Regions from separate parts of the Mus musculus genome. Here region 2 is linked to region 1. A link is a contact called in public capture Hi-C data. All regions are on one chromosome and are shown on one strand. Each heading gives the region's core, a stretch centred on a gene start, on an enhancer-like site or on the middle of the called end of the contact. The rest is flanking DNA. Distances are from core to core; before and after follow the strand shown. Region 1 holds the start of Serpina5 (serine (or cysteine) peptidase inhibitor, clade A, member 5). Region 2 holds the start of Serpina3n (serine (or cysteine) peptidase inhibitor, clade A, member 3N).

Region 1 (7,239 bases), core at 2,589-5,088:
CCATGCAACCTTAAATGATGTACTCTTCCATGTCCCTGATCTAGAATGCATGTGTTCCATTTGCTGATAACAGAAAATATAGATGTTGAAAGTAATCTTTTAAAATGCGATCCACATGTGGTTATCAGCTGACAAACAATGATATTTGTAGTATTGTTCAATGTCTGAGTCATTTTGAAATTAGTTACTTAATCCCTTGTAAAACTGTTAAAAATTTCTGTGAGCCTGGCCTGGTGGTGCATGCCTTTAATCCCAGCACTCAGGAGGCAGAGGCAAGCGTATTTCTGAGTTCGAGGCCAGCCTTGTCTACAAAGTGAGTTTCAGGGCAGCCAGGGCTATACAGAGAAACCCTGTCTCATAGAAAAAAAAAGATTTCTGTGAAGTATCCCATTTCATGTTCATATTTGTGTGTGTGTGTGTGTGTGTGTTTGTGTGTGTTGAATAAATACATAGATCTTTGTCAAAGATCTTTGTCAGGGACACACACACACATATACACACACAGATTCACAAGACAGCATTCAGACAGGCACTGAATCCTTCAAGTTTGGGTGACAAATATAGGTTCGTATTGTAAGAAGAACAAGCCACAAAGAAACTTCTTTGAATATCTGAAGGAAAAGAATCTTAATGGGACAGAGTGGAATGACCTAGGGTGAAACAGAATGGAATGCGATGAGATGGGATGGAACAGGATCAAAGGTGATGGGCAGAGCTAGAACAAGATGGATAATTAGAACAGGATGGAGTGAGGTGGGATTGTAAGGAATGAAGACTATGAGATGCCTGCAGTAAAAAAAATAATGGGATACTCTCTGAAATGGGATGGGGTAGGATGCAATGGGATGGAAGGGGGAGGAGGAATCGGGTGGGAGTGGGTGGGAGTGGGATGTGGTAGGGTGGGTGGGATGGGGTGGGGTGGAATCGTATGAGATGGAATGGGAGAGATGGGGTAGGAGTGGGATTGGGTTGGGTGGGTGTAGAGTGAGGTGGGATAGGATAGAGTGAGATGGGGTAGGATGGGGTGGGATGGGAATTTCTGAAATCAGGTGCTCAGGAGCTTCTAGACTCACCTCAGACAACTTGATATTGGTATGGTCAGTAATGCCAGACAAGTCAGCATGGGTGGTGAAGACGTCCTGGATGCCCAGCTTGGGGAGGACATTTTCCAGTTTGTAGGTAGCCTCAATGGAGAACTTGGGGAGGTAAAGATCTAAGCGTCTGGAGAGAGTACAGAAGGTCATTCTTAGACACCATGAGCTTGCTGCTGCCACTCTCTGCTGCAGCGTCACTGACTTTCTGGAACCTTCCTCTTTGGAGTCTCCCTTGCTTTGTACTTTACTTGAGCTTCCCTCTCTGGTGTCACCCTAGAACCTCAGCTATCCCTCAAGCTGGGTCATGTCCTGGACTGAAGACTTGATGGGTAACATTTAAGTTTGGAGCTAGCTCACTGCCTGAGGAGTCCTTTCCAGTAGTACTGTGAGGTCTTCCTGACATGGGTAGAAGGATGTGGCCCCCAGATGGCCTAGAGAGTACCTTTTGGTGAACATCTTAAGCCAGTTCCTCAATGTTCTCTCATCCAGGCCATCCTCCACCTGCTTCATCTTGCCCTCGCTGGGGAGAATAAATAGAGCGATGGCATTGCCTTGATAAGGGATCCCCACCACCGTGCAGGAGATGTTTTGGTCCAGGTAGTAGGAATACCCATCTTCACGGTTCATCATGGGCACCTGTGTGGTCCTTTTGGGGGTCACATGGAAATCCATCTTGTGGGTGTTTGTCTCACTGAAGGCCGTCTGCCACTTGGCTAAAGATGAAGGAGAAGGAATTAAAGAGAACTGAGTAAAAATGGGAGACCCTTGGCTGTGGCTGTAGAAAGGAGACAATCCAAAGAGTGTCTCTACAGAGCAACCTCAACAACAGCAGCACCCACACCCCTTGGCCCCAGAGGCCAAATCCCCTCAAAGTTCTGGGTAGCCTGAACCTTTTATGGGCCTGTCCTCCTTTCCTCCTGGTTTGAATGAGAATGGCCCCCACAGGCTCATATGTTTGGATGCTTGGTCCCTGGTTGGTTGAGTTGTTGTGGGAAGGATTAGGAGGTGAGGCACTTATTGGTACGACATTGAGAAGGCTTGGAGGTTTCAAACACTCTCACCAGTTTCCTGCCTCTCTGCTGAGTGTTTGTGGATCAGATGTAAGCTCTCAGTTATTGCTCCAGCAGCACACCTGTCTGCCTGCTACCGTGCTTCCTACTGAGATGGTCATAGACTCTGAAACTATAAGCCAATCCTAATAACGTGATTATTTTTTCTTCAATAATATGTCCTGGCCATGGTGTCTTGGCAGGGCAACAGACATTTGCTTTCAGTAGCCTCTGACCCCTCCTGTTTCCTGCCTTCTTAGCCCTGATCAGATCCATATCCTGTTTCTAGTGGGTTTGACAGTCAGGGTTGTTTTGTCATGATGTCTATGACAAAGACCAGCTCCTGACTGTGGAATCACTGACAGGCTGATAAGCAGGTTCTGTCTCCCATGAGGCAGCTTTCCTTCTACCCAGCTGGCACTTGGGTGGCTTGTTCTTTTATCAGGGAGGGAATGCTATCTTTTAATAAAAACAGAAAAGAGGAAAAAGTTCAAGTTGGAGCCCAAGGCTTACCTTTGAAGAAGATGTAATTTACCACTATCATGACATGGGTGCTGTCAAGATCCTTGATAAAGTCTACAATCTTGCCCTTGGTCTGCTTGGCTACATAGTTGTTGATCTGCTTCTTGGCGATTTCAGGGTTCCCAAAGTTGGTAGAGAAAGTGTCTGACATGTACAGTGTCTTCATGGCACTCAGGAAGTCGTCCCGGATATGTACTGCTGGGTCTTTAAAAAGGGCACTGCCCAGGCTCAGCTGCAGGCCATCACTAGGCTGCCTGAATCTCTGTAGCAGCTGTTGGAAGCCCTTGTGGAGCTTGTCTTCTTGGCCTTGCTGGAGGCTGAGGCCTAGGCCATCTAGGATCTGGGTCTTCGTCTTCAAGCCAGCCCCCAGGGAGAGCATGCCCAAACTCATAGACACGCTCAAGGGGGAGAAGAAGACATTCTGACCAGGGGATTCAGAAACCAAGGCCCTGTAGAGTCTGAAAGCAAAGTCTTTGCTACTGGGAGGTCCCACAGCACCCACCGAGGACTCTTTAGCCTTCTTCTTCTTGGAATGGGAGTGTCGGCGGGAAGCCACCCCATGGCTGATGAACAGCACCAGGCACAGAATGGGGAAGAACCTCATTGTGGTGACAGCTCTGGAGGGGAGAAGAGAAAAATGTTCTTGGAGAGGGAACAGTTGTGAGTCAAAGTGAGAGACACAATGAGTAGGCTGACATCTGCAAAGATGTCCCCATGTCCCCTCCAAGAGGGTAAGAAGGAAACTAGACCATGAGGCTGTAAAGAGAAGCAGTGGTACTCAGTGCTCTGGGACGATCAGATGAAGCAGGCAACTAACTGCTCAAGGTAGACTTACAGACCGGTATGCAATGGAGTTAAAACAAAATCAAAATCAAAAACAAAAAACAAAACATTTTTTCCTCATAATATTTTAAGTAAGTTTAGGATTTTGCATTATGCCTCATTCGCAGGGTTCCTTGGCTTCAGCTATGTTACACCCACACACATCCATAATGCCACAGGTCCTACCCCAGCAGGTGTACTCACTCTGTATCGTGGTGGCTGAGTGTCAAGGTATAGTCCACCTGGCTTACAAGAGGACAGAGAGCAGAGCAGAGGAATTGCAGCCGGCAAATGTCACTGACCGCAGAGACTCTGTCTCCACCCCACTCCAGCTCTGCTTCATTGGGAGCTGGGTTGATCTAAGATTTTCGTAGGGTCCCCGATAAAAGGACAGAATAAATGTACTTCTGTTTCTTTGTCTAAGAATGTGCTTGGCAATGCCAGCCAGAGCCCGAGGCTGGAGCCTTGAACTTGTTAAGGTTTCTATTCCTGGGACTTAGCTTTTTCCCCTGAAGAGACTGGTGTCATCAATTCCAAGGCTGCCGTGTGCTCAGTCTGGAATGTTCTTGAGATATCATGTTTTCCTTGCGCAACATTGTTTGATTAGCTTCCCTCTGGCTTTGTCCCATTGTGTGGCAGTTTCTGCTGACTCTGTCTCATCTCTTACCTGGACTTGGTATATAAGATACTGTACTTTTAAAAGAAGCTTGCTTGGTATAAGATCCAGCATGTGAAAGCTGGACTTCCTGATCCCTAACTGTATCTTCTCTAGCTTATGGCCTCCTGATCCCACCTCCCCCCTCGGCATTGTTACAAAAAAAAAATGACTGTATGGTCCAAGTCAAGTAGTGACTAAACAGGGACGCCTGAATATGAGAAAAAGAGTAAATATGGCCATAACACATAGAGAAATTTAAAAATTAAAAAGTATCCCCAGAGAGACCACCTGAAGAAAGGGGTAGAAACTTCAAGAGTGAAACAAAAGATAGTAAAGTTGTCTTCTTAACATAATATTGCTATTGGTTATTTGGGAATTTGACAATGTATCCCATTACCCTTACTTCCCAGCCCCCCAGGCCCGCTCCCCACCTCTTGTGCACCACTGCCCCCAAAGATAGAAAAAACAAGTCCAGTTTGTGTTGTCCATATACTCGCCAGAACATGGTCAAACTCCTGCTGGCCAGCTCCTTAAAGATGAGTGAGTCTGTCCACCTCCACAACCACCAGGAACCAGCTATCATGGAGAGCTAAACTTCAGCATCCTTACCCTAACAAACAGCCTGCTTGGTTTTGCTAGATTTCTCCCCAGTACAGGATAGGTATAGGGGTTGTGGGGTGAGGGCCTATGTGGTGTGTGTGTGTGTGTGTGTGTGTGTGTGTGTGTGTGTGTGTGTGCATGTTGAGGACACAGTCAAAACTCACAACAGTGGCTGCACAGATTTCAGAACCCAGGTTCAGACTACAAAGAGCCCAGTCTCCTAGGCACAACAGTCCATCATTGACCCGCCTTTGCCTGAGAGATAACTGCTCTGAAAACTCTTTCCCAACCAGTTTTACATTAAAAAACAAAAAGGAGGTTTATCTACATGACTATTAAAAGGTCTCATGATATTAAAAAAAATAGAAAACGTTATAAAAATAAAGTTATTTTACATGTTATTTAAAAAGTAAAAATAGCATAAAAAATAGCATAAGTTATGGTACTAAAATATAAAAGCTATGAGGTAAAAAATATTTTGATGAAAATTTATACATACAGAAATAAATTATTTTAATAAATAATAATTTACATAAAGATTGAGGTGGATATATTGAGATATGAGCTATATAAAATTAAAAGGGTTATAAGTTACAAAGTTCTGAGTACATTATTTAAAGTATAAAAGGGATAAGATTTAAAGATAATATACATAAAACTAAATTTTCTAAGGCTTGAGATTAGCAATTTAAAATAAAGGTTGTCAAATTAAGATTTATTTAAAATTATCTGGCTGCCAAAATATTACATAATAGCTAAAAAAAAAATCAGATCAGTGACCTTCTGGGTGCCTCTCATGGGAGGCCCTGTGCCGAAGACCCTCTGGGTCCCTGTGTCTGCGTGGAACGGGTCTCTAGTCGCAAGTGGGCAAAGCTTTGGATGAATTGACAGACAGATGCACACAGGAGAGGTTGTGTAGAATCTGAATGCATTGTCAGGTCGAGCATCAGACTTTTTATAGTACAGAGAATACAAGGGGTTGGAAGTCACATCAGGCAAGGTACATTGAAGTTTACCAGATAAAACACAAAGGAATGACTTCAAAAGGAATTGCAGGAACCAGGTAAATGTTTACAATAAAGATAAGCAGTCCTGCCTAGGATCAGCCTAATGAGAGGCAAGAATTTCACACTTTAGTGTTAATAGCACCAGGGGGTTCTGCTCTTGGCAGGCCTCAAGAATAATGCAATGTCACAGACCCCTAAATTCCTAGGCCTTGCTAAATTCTTATCTGGAGAATCTCCGTTTGTCAGGAGAGTATACCAACCTGCTTTTGGTATGCAATGTAGCCTGTACTAAATATTTCTATCTCAGTGAGATTTCCAGGCTCTTTCTGCAGACCAGTTGAGCCACTGGCTCCGGCTATTGTAATGATTAATTAGTTACTGAATAGGTTAAACTTCCTTGCTGCTTTCTCACAGGATTCTAAACTCAGCGGCTTCTGGGATCTTGGAACACTGGCTTTAGCTATGCCAGAATTCAATCTTAAAAGGCACTTATAATAGGGTAATACTAAAAGAGAGCACGTGGATCCATACACTGGACTAACGCACTCCAGGAGTGAGTTTCCGTGAAACTCTTTTGCCTCGTGAGTAGCTTTCAAGCCTCAGCCTGTCAAGCTAACTCGACCGGAGAGCGTGGCAGCCCTGCACTGCTCTCTTTGCCTACATTTGGCCATCACCTTATTTCTATTTGTCTGTCGCCAGCAGGTCAATAAGAATGTCCCCATCTCATCTGAAAAGTGATGTACAGTTTTTCAAATATCATCAATTCACCCATCCCTTGAATTTTCCAGCCTCTAATCACCTGTAAGGTACCCCCACTGTGTGGGTATGTATTTCCCAGTAAACAATGAAAATCCGGTGCCCTGGCTTCAGAATGGAATTTCCCCTTGGGTGGTATAACCACAGTTTCTGTAGAACTCTGTGCCTCTAGAGGGATGGCCTGAGATTCTGTTCCACTTGTCCTAGAGATGCCTACCTGGTCTGGATAAGTTAATTTCCTAGAACCCTCTAACTGACTCATTACAGTGTCTCCAGGAAAAAAGACTCAACTGCCCCATTGCTGTTAGCCACGGACCTGGGCAATAAAATCATCTATGGGACGTTTGAAAAAGAGAAGACAACTATAAAATGGACACCCTTTTATGCCTGGGCTCACTGCTTATATTAACCTTCCCAACATGTTACTTGGCTTGGGGATCCTTCTAGTCAAGTGAACGGGAGACACTTCTAAATTGCCTGTATCAATTGTTCTCTCTCTGACTGTGGAGATTCCCCTTCTGAGGTGACCAGATTTACTGCACAAAATTCAACCCCTTTGGCATCCTCCATCACCCACTCAGTATTGTGATTGGAATCTTCAGTTGATAATTCTTTTGGTTAAGCTAGGAGACATTTATCAGTTCAGGGAAAAAAATAAGAGTCTCTTAGACATTCAGGAACTTATTTGGCTTTTAAATGATGAGAAGGAGGGAGCTGTTGAGCCTGTGGTA
Region 2 (7,239 bases), core at 1,196-3,695, 310 kb before region 1:
GCCTGGTACAGAGCCCTTGCCTTCTCCTGGAATTCTGTCAGGATCTGCTGGCGCTTTTCAATAAACAGGGCACTACCCGTGCTGATCTGTACCTGGTCCTTTGGCTGGTTGAGCCTCTGTAGGAGGTGCCCAAAGCCCTGGTGGATGTCTGCCTCAGAGGTCTCTGTAAGATTGAACTTGAGACCTTCTAGAATCTCTTCCAGGGTGTTGCCCTTTGCTCCCAGGGACATGACGGCCAAGGCCGCTGAGATGCTAAGTGGGGAGAAGACAATATTTTTATCTGGATTCTTCAAAACCAGCTCCTTGTAGAGGCTGAAGGCAAAGTCAGTGTTGATGGAGGCCAATGTGAGACTGTCCAGTTGTGTCCCATTGTCATGGTCTTCTTGGACTGCAGCATCCATTCCCAACGTGCCATCTGGGAAGCAGAGGACAGCAGGGCAGATCCCAGCCATCAAGAGCCCCAGAGCTGCAATGAAGGCCATCTTCTGTGTTCTGCAGTCTGAAAGGAAAACATCCTTTGAGTCTGGGAGGACCAGCTGGTGCTCTGACCATCTCTTAGTTCTCCCACCTGCCTGTCATTGTGCCCTGCTCTACTGCCCTTCCTGCCTCTGTGGTTGCACATGGGAGGTGCTCTGGCCACTCGGATGACACCATGTGTTCCCTACTATCACGGAGGAAGTGCTGCTGCAGAAGCCAGTTTTCCTAACAGAGAATCAAATACTCAAGAGAGTTAAAGGGCTATGCCAGGGTTCAAAGAGCAGGCCAAATAGGAGCTGGGGAGGGGTGTAAGCCCTGTCTCCCCAGGGTCTTCTCTCTTTCTCTCATGGCAACGGACCCATTAGAAGGCAGGGATTCCTCTTCCTTTGCAATAGTTCCCTTCCTCAAAGTTCCCGCCTGTCATTCCTGGTAGGCAGACCTCAGCAGCCTTGAAGCAGAAATGAGCACAGGGTCTATCTTTGCCTTTTGGTGACAAGTCTACCAAATCTCAAAACCGTGGCCTGAATCCAGAGCATGTTTCTGGGAGTGTGGATGTCAATTGAGAAGAAGCACTGGAGACACCCGGTGCAGAGCCAAAGCCTTGAAACTTCTGAGAACAGGCCATTAGTGGGGTCAGTATGGGAAGGTTCTATCTGCCCTGCCTGGGAACCACATGGTTGTTTGTACCTCAGGCTTGGAAGGCTTCCTGGTGAGAAGAAGAATGAGCGGTATCAGTCTCTGACACCTGGACCAGATCTCATGTTGGCTGTCAGGATGGCTGTGTGGTAAAAGCAAATAGGTGGACCTTTCTGTGTAGCTTGGTGAGGGGTCCAGGTTACATTATTGGTAAGTGGCTGGCTTGTTGTGGGCATTGGAAGTGGTTGTCTGGAATGTCTAGGGGTCCATCTCCTCTATATCCACCTGGAGTGGGGACCACAGGCATCCTAATGGACTATAGTTGAACGCCTGCAATCTTACCTTTAGTCTCTGGCCATTTGTACAGGTGTCCAAAGGTGAAGGTGGATGGTAAATGAACAGGGATAGAGGAAGAAGAGAAGGGGGAAAGCAGGAGTTTGGAGAAAGAAAGGAGTGAAAAGTAGAAGAAAGAGGAACATGGAGGTAGAAGGAGGGGGGTCAGGGAAAGGAGGATGGAGCCGAGGGAAGATGGAGAGGAGAGGAGAGAATTGGAAGGCCCAGAGGAGTGTTGGTGCTAGCCACTTGTGCAAATAAATGGCTGTGACGTGTCTGCAGATGAGCCAGGGACTTAAGCAACTTGGCTGATTTTATTTTCAGTCCGATGCAACCATTTCTTTGGAAAAGCACTAAACAATATTTTGCACCAAAAATATTTCCAGAGAAAAGAGGCTGCTCGGTTCATACAGCAGGAGACGTGGCTCAGTGACTGAGCCATCTTTGCTTCCCTAGTTGAGGGGGAAGCCCCTCTGCTTGCCTAGGGGATCTGGTATCTAAGAGGGAAGTGGAGTCCCAACCCCCCAGGCATCTCTTCTGTGATGTGAGCAAGGCAGAGCTGCCACCTCCCCAACAGTGACTCTGCAACAGTCCGGTCTCACCCTAGCTATGACTGCAGCATGCAAGCTAGACATGTCTCTAAACCTCCCCCCCCCCTTGGAGTCAGAGAAGCAGGCTCCATTTACTCTCCACGAGCAGAGACCACAGCATCTGTATCTTCCACAGGGAAGAGAAACTGACCGGAGAGAAGATTTTATGAACCCAAGAAAGGTTCCCTGATTGTAAGCCAGTATCTCAGCCAAAGCCCTTGCCCCACCCCCACAAACACAGGTTGCAGGCAGTAGCCAGTACCGCACAGTCCTGGGAAGGTTCCTTCTCTGTCCCTGGAGTCAAGGAATCCTGGGCTTTACCTACAGAGCTGAAACCAGCCAGCTGCCAGCCTCTGTGATAGCTGACTCCCGATGTTCAGGGTTGCCGCTTGCCTGGCATGTTGTCCCCAGTGCACATTAAAGCCTATTTATTCCCATCAAGGGCTCCTCCCTCCTCTTAGGAAATGCTGGCATGGACAAGCTGTGCTCTGTGCTCAGACTGGAAATGAACAGACTGGATGATTTCTGGTAACATGGATTTGTAGCCTCTATCAGAACTCCTTCCTGATGGGAAAAGCCCCACCTCTGTTCTACACAAGCCCACTGCTGTACTGGACAAGTCTTCTGTTTATGAAATGCTTCAGAGTCGATGTGGAAAGGGGGAGAAGTCAGAAGCAAAAGGAAAGTGCACAGCCCTCCTTGTCTCCTGGAAGGCTGCAGCTAACATTTGTTTTGGACTGTCTAAATCATTTAGGAAAGAACAGAGCAACTCTGTCTGTCCTTCCAGTTTCTCTAGGGAAACTTACATATTAATAAACACATGCTTGATGCTGACAGAAGCTGTCTACATCTATATCTGTCCTGTCAGGAATGGCCATATCCTAAATAGAGACTTGTCTTTGCCTCTTTATGCCACATTTCCCAACCTTTCTGTCGGGTAGGAATATCATGGCCAAATCACACTTTTCCTTTCACACTTCTCCTCCTCCTCCTCCTCTTTCTCCTCTTCCTCCTCCTTCTTTATAAAAAGATTTATTTTATTTATATGAGTACACTGCAGCTGTTTTCAGAAACAGCAGAAGAGGGCATCAGATCCCATTACAGATGGTTGTGAGCCACCATGTGGTTGCTGGGAATTGAACTCAGGACCCATGGAAGAGCAGTGAGTGTGTTTAACCACTGAGCCATCTCTCCAGCCCCTCTTTTACACTTTTTATGCTCATCCAGCTCCCTCTAGTATTTTCCCTCTCCTAAACTCTAAAGAGCCTCTTTGTCTACTGACACCTACTAATGCTTTAATGTATCCTCTTCCACATTCCCTCATTGACCCCAAAGCATAGGATACTGTTCCTCTTTTAGAGCGGTCACATCAGCACCCCCATTAAGATCCTACTTCAGGACCCTACCTTTACCCCTGTATCACTTTGTACAAGGCTTAAAACCTCTCATACAGCAGCTGCTTATTAAGGTGCTCTCAAGCGCACTCTTTTAGCCTGTATCACCCTTGCCTTGCCCATCCCAAAGTCTTTTACTGGCAATGCTCAGGACCTCAGCATCATCAGAACAGCATCCTTCCTATCCCATGCTCAGGACCTCAGCATCATCAGCACAGCATCCTTCCTATTCCATGCTCAGGACCTCAGCATCATCAGCACAGCATCTTTCCTATTCCATGCTCAGGACCTCAGCATCATCAGCACAGCATCCTTCCTATCCCATGCTCAGGACCTCAGCATCATCAGCACAGCATCCTTCCTATCCCATGCTCAGGACCTCAGCATCACTGGCACAACATCCTTCCTATCCCATGCTCAGGACCTCAGCATCATCAGCACAGCATCATTCCTATCCCATGCTCAGGACCTCAGCATCACTGGCACAACATCCTTCCTATCCCATGCTCAGGACCTCAGCATCATCAGCACAGCATCATTCCTATCCCATGCTCAGGACCTCAGCATCACTGGCACAACATCCTTCCTATCCCATGCTCAGGACCTCAGCATCACTGGCACAGCATCTTTCCTATCCCATGCTCAGGACCTCAGCATCATCAGCATAGCATTCTTCCTATCCCTTGCAGTGGTGCCTAACCCTCATAGTAGACTTTCTCACTCTCTTCCTCTACTTCTTTCTTTACTGTATACTAAGGATACTTTATCATTCCTTCACACCCAGGTAACAACACTTCATCTTACTTGGACTATCTGCCCTAGGGGATCTGATTTAGTCCCCATTACTTCAACCAGGCTCTGGCCACTGACTTCCTTTCTCTCAACCCGCCCCCGCCCCCCCCCCCCACACCCCAGCAGGTTAAACCTGTATGTAGATGACCTTATACCATGCTGTCCCTCACTCTGCTGCTTTGAAGCAGCATTCAAGAACCCCTCTTGGGCTGGAAGTGAAGGCTCAGTGGCTAAGAATGCTGGCTCCTCTTCCAGAGGTCCAGAGTTCAATTCTCAGCAACCACATGGTGGCTATTAACCATCTGTATTGGGATTCAATGCCCAGTTCTGGTTTGTTTGAAAATAGTGATAATGTACTCATATACATAAAATAAATGAATCTTTAAAAGAAAGATGTATTTCTAAAAAAAAAAAAAAAAGAACCCCTCTTCTCAGGTAGGAGAGGACTGAGAGCCAACTAGTTTGAGACTAAATGAGGAATAAGATACCTTGTATATTGTTGTATATTCTTTGTAGGTTAAAGTTTCTGTATTTAGGTAAGAGAGTTAGGGATGGATTTCTGTTTGTCCTGTGCAGGTTGAGGTTTTTGTTTGTAGTTGTAGAATAAAATCATTTTTGTCCCGTGCTAAGTCCTTGTAATTTAAAATGAGAGCAAAACAGGAAAAGTCAACCTTGCAGGTTACTGGTTCTGTTTGCAGTTGAGACAGTTAAGAACAAAGTCCTGTTTTTCTGTCCCGTGTTTGTTTGACCCACCTGCCCTGGATGTGCTCGATCACACGTGGGCAAGAGGTACTTGGGCGGGAAACATGTCAGGGCATATGCTTGCCCTCATTGGAGGTAGGTAGGAGGTGCATAGGCAGGGAGGATGTCAGGATGTGCACTTGCCCCTAATTCATTCTGATGGGAAATGCAGTGAATTTTGGGCTTTGCCATTTTAAGCTGCTGCAAAAATGTGTGACTCATAGCCATTTTCTGGGAACCTAGATATGGACCTGGCCAAAGCCCACCCACATGTCCACTATGTAATCTTTATGCCATCACTAATTCTTTCAATTGGCTTATAATTTGTAGTAATGGTTTTATTGTCTGATAGTGGGATGAACAGTTTTTGTTTGCACTTACAACAGTTGAAAAGAAGTTCCTGTTTATCTTGTGTTAATTCCTTGGATGTTAAGGTTTTTATTTGTAATTAAGATTAAGTTCCTGTTTCTTAAACCTTATATAAACTGCAAAACATGTTTTTCAACTACATTAAAATTGTGACCCCATCCACATGCTGTGTATCTTTCCCCCCTTTCCCTTCCCCTTTGTTGTATCTTCCCAACAGTGTATAACAGCAACCCCACTTGCCCCTGTAAACAGTTTATATCTCCTAGGAATGGGAGTTCAAGAGAAGGGATTGTTTTTTCAAATCCTGACTTAGGTGTACCCCCAAATACAGGTTGCTTCAATTGGATAATTGTGGGTTTGCTTTTTTTTCTTGCAATTCTCAGGTTTAACACTATCTTCAACAAAAGTCTGGAGTGTTAGGCAGAGACTCCAAAACAGCGATGCTGGAGACAAGGCCCTAAGAGAAGGCCTTTGGCTGGGTAAACAGAAGCCTAAAGGCAGCTTTCTGTTTCCTGGGAAAGCAGATCCCCTAAGGTGAGTTTTTCTTTACCAGGAATCACTCTGTTTTATTCAGTATTCTCTTGCTGTGAAGAGACACCAAGAGCAAGGCAACTGTTAGAAAAGAGAACATTAAATTGGGGGCTGCTCACCCTTTCAGAGGCTCAGTCCCTTATTGTCATGTCCAAGGGAACAAGGCATGGATGCGAGCTCTATCCTGTTAGGCAGGCTGGGGTAGGCATGAGATTTGAACCCTCAGATTTTCAAGGGTTTATCTAACCTCAGAATGTAGTCTCTTCACCTTCAGCATGAGATGTACTCAACCCCTGACTCCTGCCTTCTAAAATATTGTCTTTTCCCCTTTTGACTGAGGAAATTATCCTTCACTGTCTACTGTAGGCATACATTCTTTTCAACCTACTTTTAATAAGGATTCAACCTCTCCTTTAGCCCACCACCCGGCAGAGGTAGTTGAAAAGTTATCAGGATGTGGGGGGAAGTGAACCTGTTCAGCAGTAGTTCTTTGGGGGATCAAGCTCGATCTTTTTGGCAGCAGACACCAGATATGACCCAGCAGCTGCAGACCAGCTCTCTACCTCTAGGCAGGCAGACACCACACACAAACCAGCAGCTACAGTCCAGTCCTTTCGGCAGGCAGACACCAGACATGAACCAGCAGCTGTAGTTCAATCCTGAAGAAGTTGAGCTCAACAGTGCTATGTAAGGTGAACCTATACGTGTGTGTCTTTAGTGAAGAATAGCAAGGTGGAGCAAACTAAACCAATGCTCAGTGCTCGCCTCCCACTGTCTGCAGTATCATATTTATACTCCTTCATCATGGGTTCTTTCATATGTTTGCTATATCCAAACATCCTTTCACCCGTGTTTGTTCCAGCAAAACATCCTTTCACCTGTGTGCCCCAGCAAAACAACTCTTGACATAACTGACTTTCCAAACAAGCCAGAAGTTTCCATTCCAGTCTACTAAACCAGAAATGACTTTCTCTAAAGGGGACACTAGGAAAGACAACACTGTTATCCCTCAGGGCCCACCCATGTCTGTTCTAGACCTGTCTCTAACCAGCCTTAAGGCTAAGTAGGCTTCTAGAAGGGAGGTGGAAGTGTAGACTATGGGGAGGTGCACTTCTGCTGTGGGGTATCTACCAGAGAAGACTACTTGGACACAGGGTTAAGACAGTAGAAAGTCTTTACAACCGGCTGGAGACTACAGTGGGCGTTCAGGATGACACTGCATCCCTAAGCTTTACTCAGGATGAACTTTTAAGCAGAAAAAACATATTCTGGGGTGACATACTTCAATTAACAAGAACATTTGCCCAGAATTAGAACAATAGAAACTGAGAAGGAAGTTTAGTACATTTTTTCCCCCCAAGCTGTGGACTTTGATG

The links. Capture Hi-C pulls out chosen DNA fragments and counts their contacts.
Region 2: a contact with region 1 is called in a capture Hi-C map of macrophages, with 4 times the contacts expected there. The contact joins the promoter of Serpina3n here to the promoter of Serpina5 in region 1. A contact is called at or near these places in 11 of 39 promoter capture datasets (3T3-L1-derived adipocytes, the C10 cell line, the HPC-7 cell line and 7 more), 3 of 15 datasets of contacts at CTCF or cohesin (the NIH/3T3 cell line, embryonic stem cells and large pre-B cells), 1 of 484 Hi-C or Micro-C datasets (liver), 4 of 115 datasets of contacts at active chromatin or transcription factors (cardiomyocytes, embryonic stem cells, forebrain and 1 more) and 3 of 9 other capture datasets (adipose tissue, liver and macrophages).

The regions. Positions count from the first base shown.
Region 1 is chr12:104,097,712-104,104,950 of GRCm38.p6, reverse strand. Serpina5 (serine (or cysteine) peptidase inhibitor, clade A, member 5) reads right to left here and starts at 3,838. Exons shown (of 5, transcript NM_172953.3): 1 at 3,692-3,838; 2 at 2,657-3,282; 3 at 1,537-1,807; 4 at 1,074-1,221. The coding sequence starts at 3,269.
Region 2 is chr12:104,401,914-104,409,152 of GRCm38.p6, reverse strand. It overlaps Serpina3n (serine (or cysteine) peptidase inhibitor, clade A, member 3N), which reads right to left and starts at 2,445. Exons shown (of 5, transcript NM_009252.2): 1 at 2,358-2,445; 2 at 1-499. The coding sequence starts at 482. Gm40561 (a long non-coding RNA gene) reads left to right here and starts at 4,985. Exons shown (of 3, transcript XR_872953.1): 1 at 4,985-5,059; 2 at 5,716-5,866.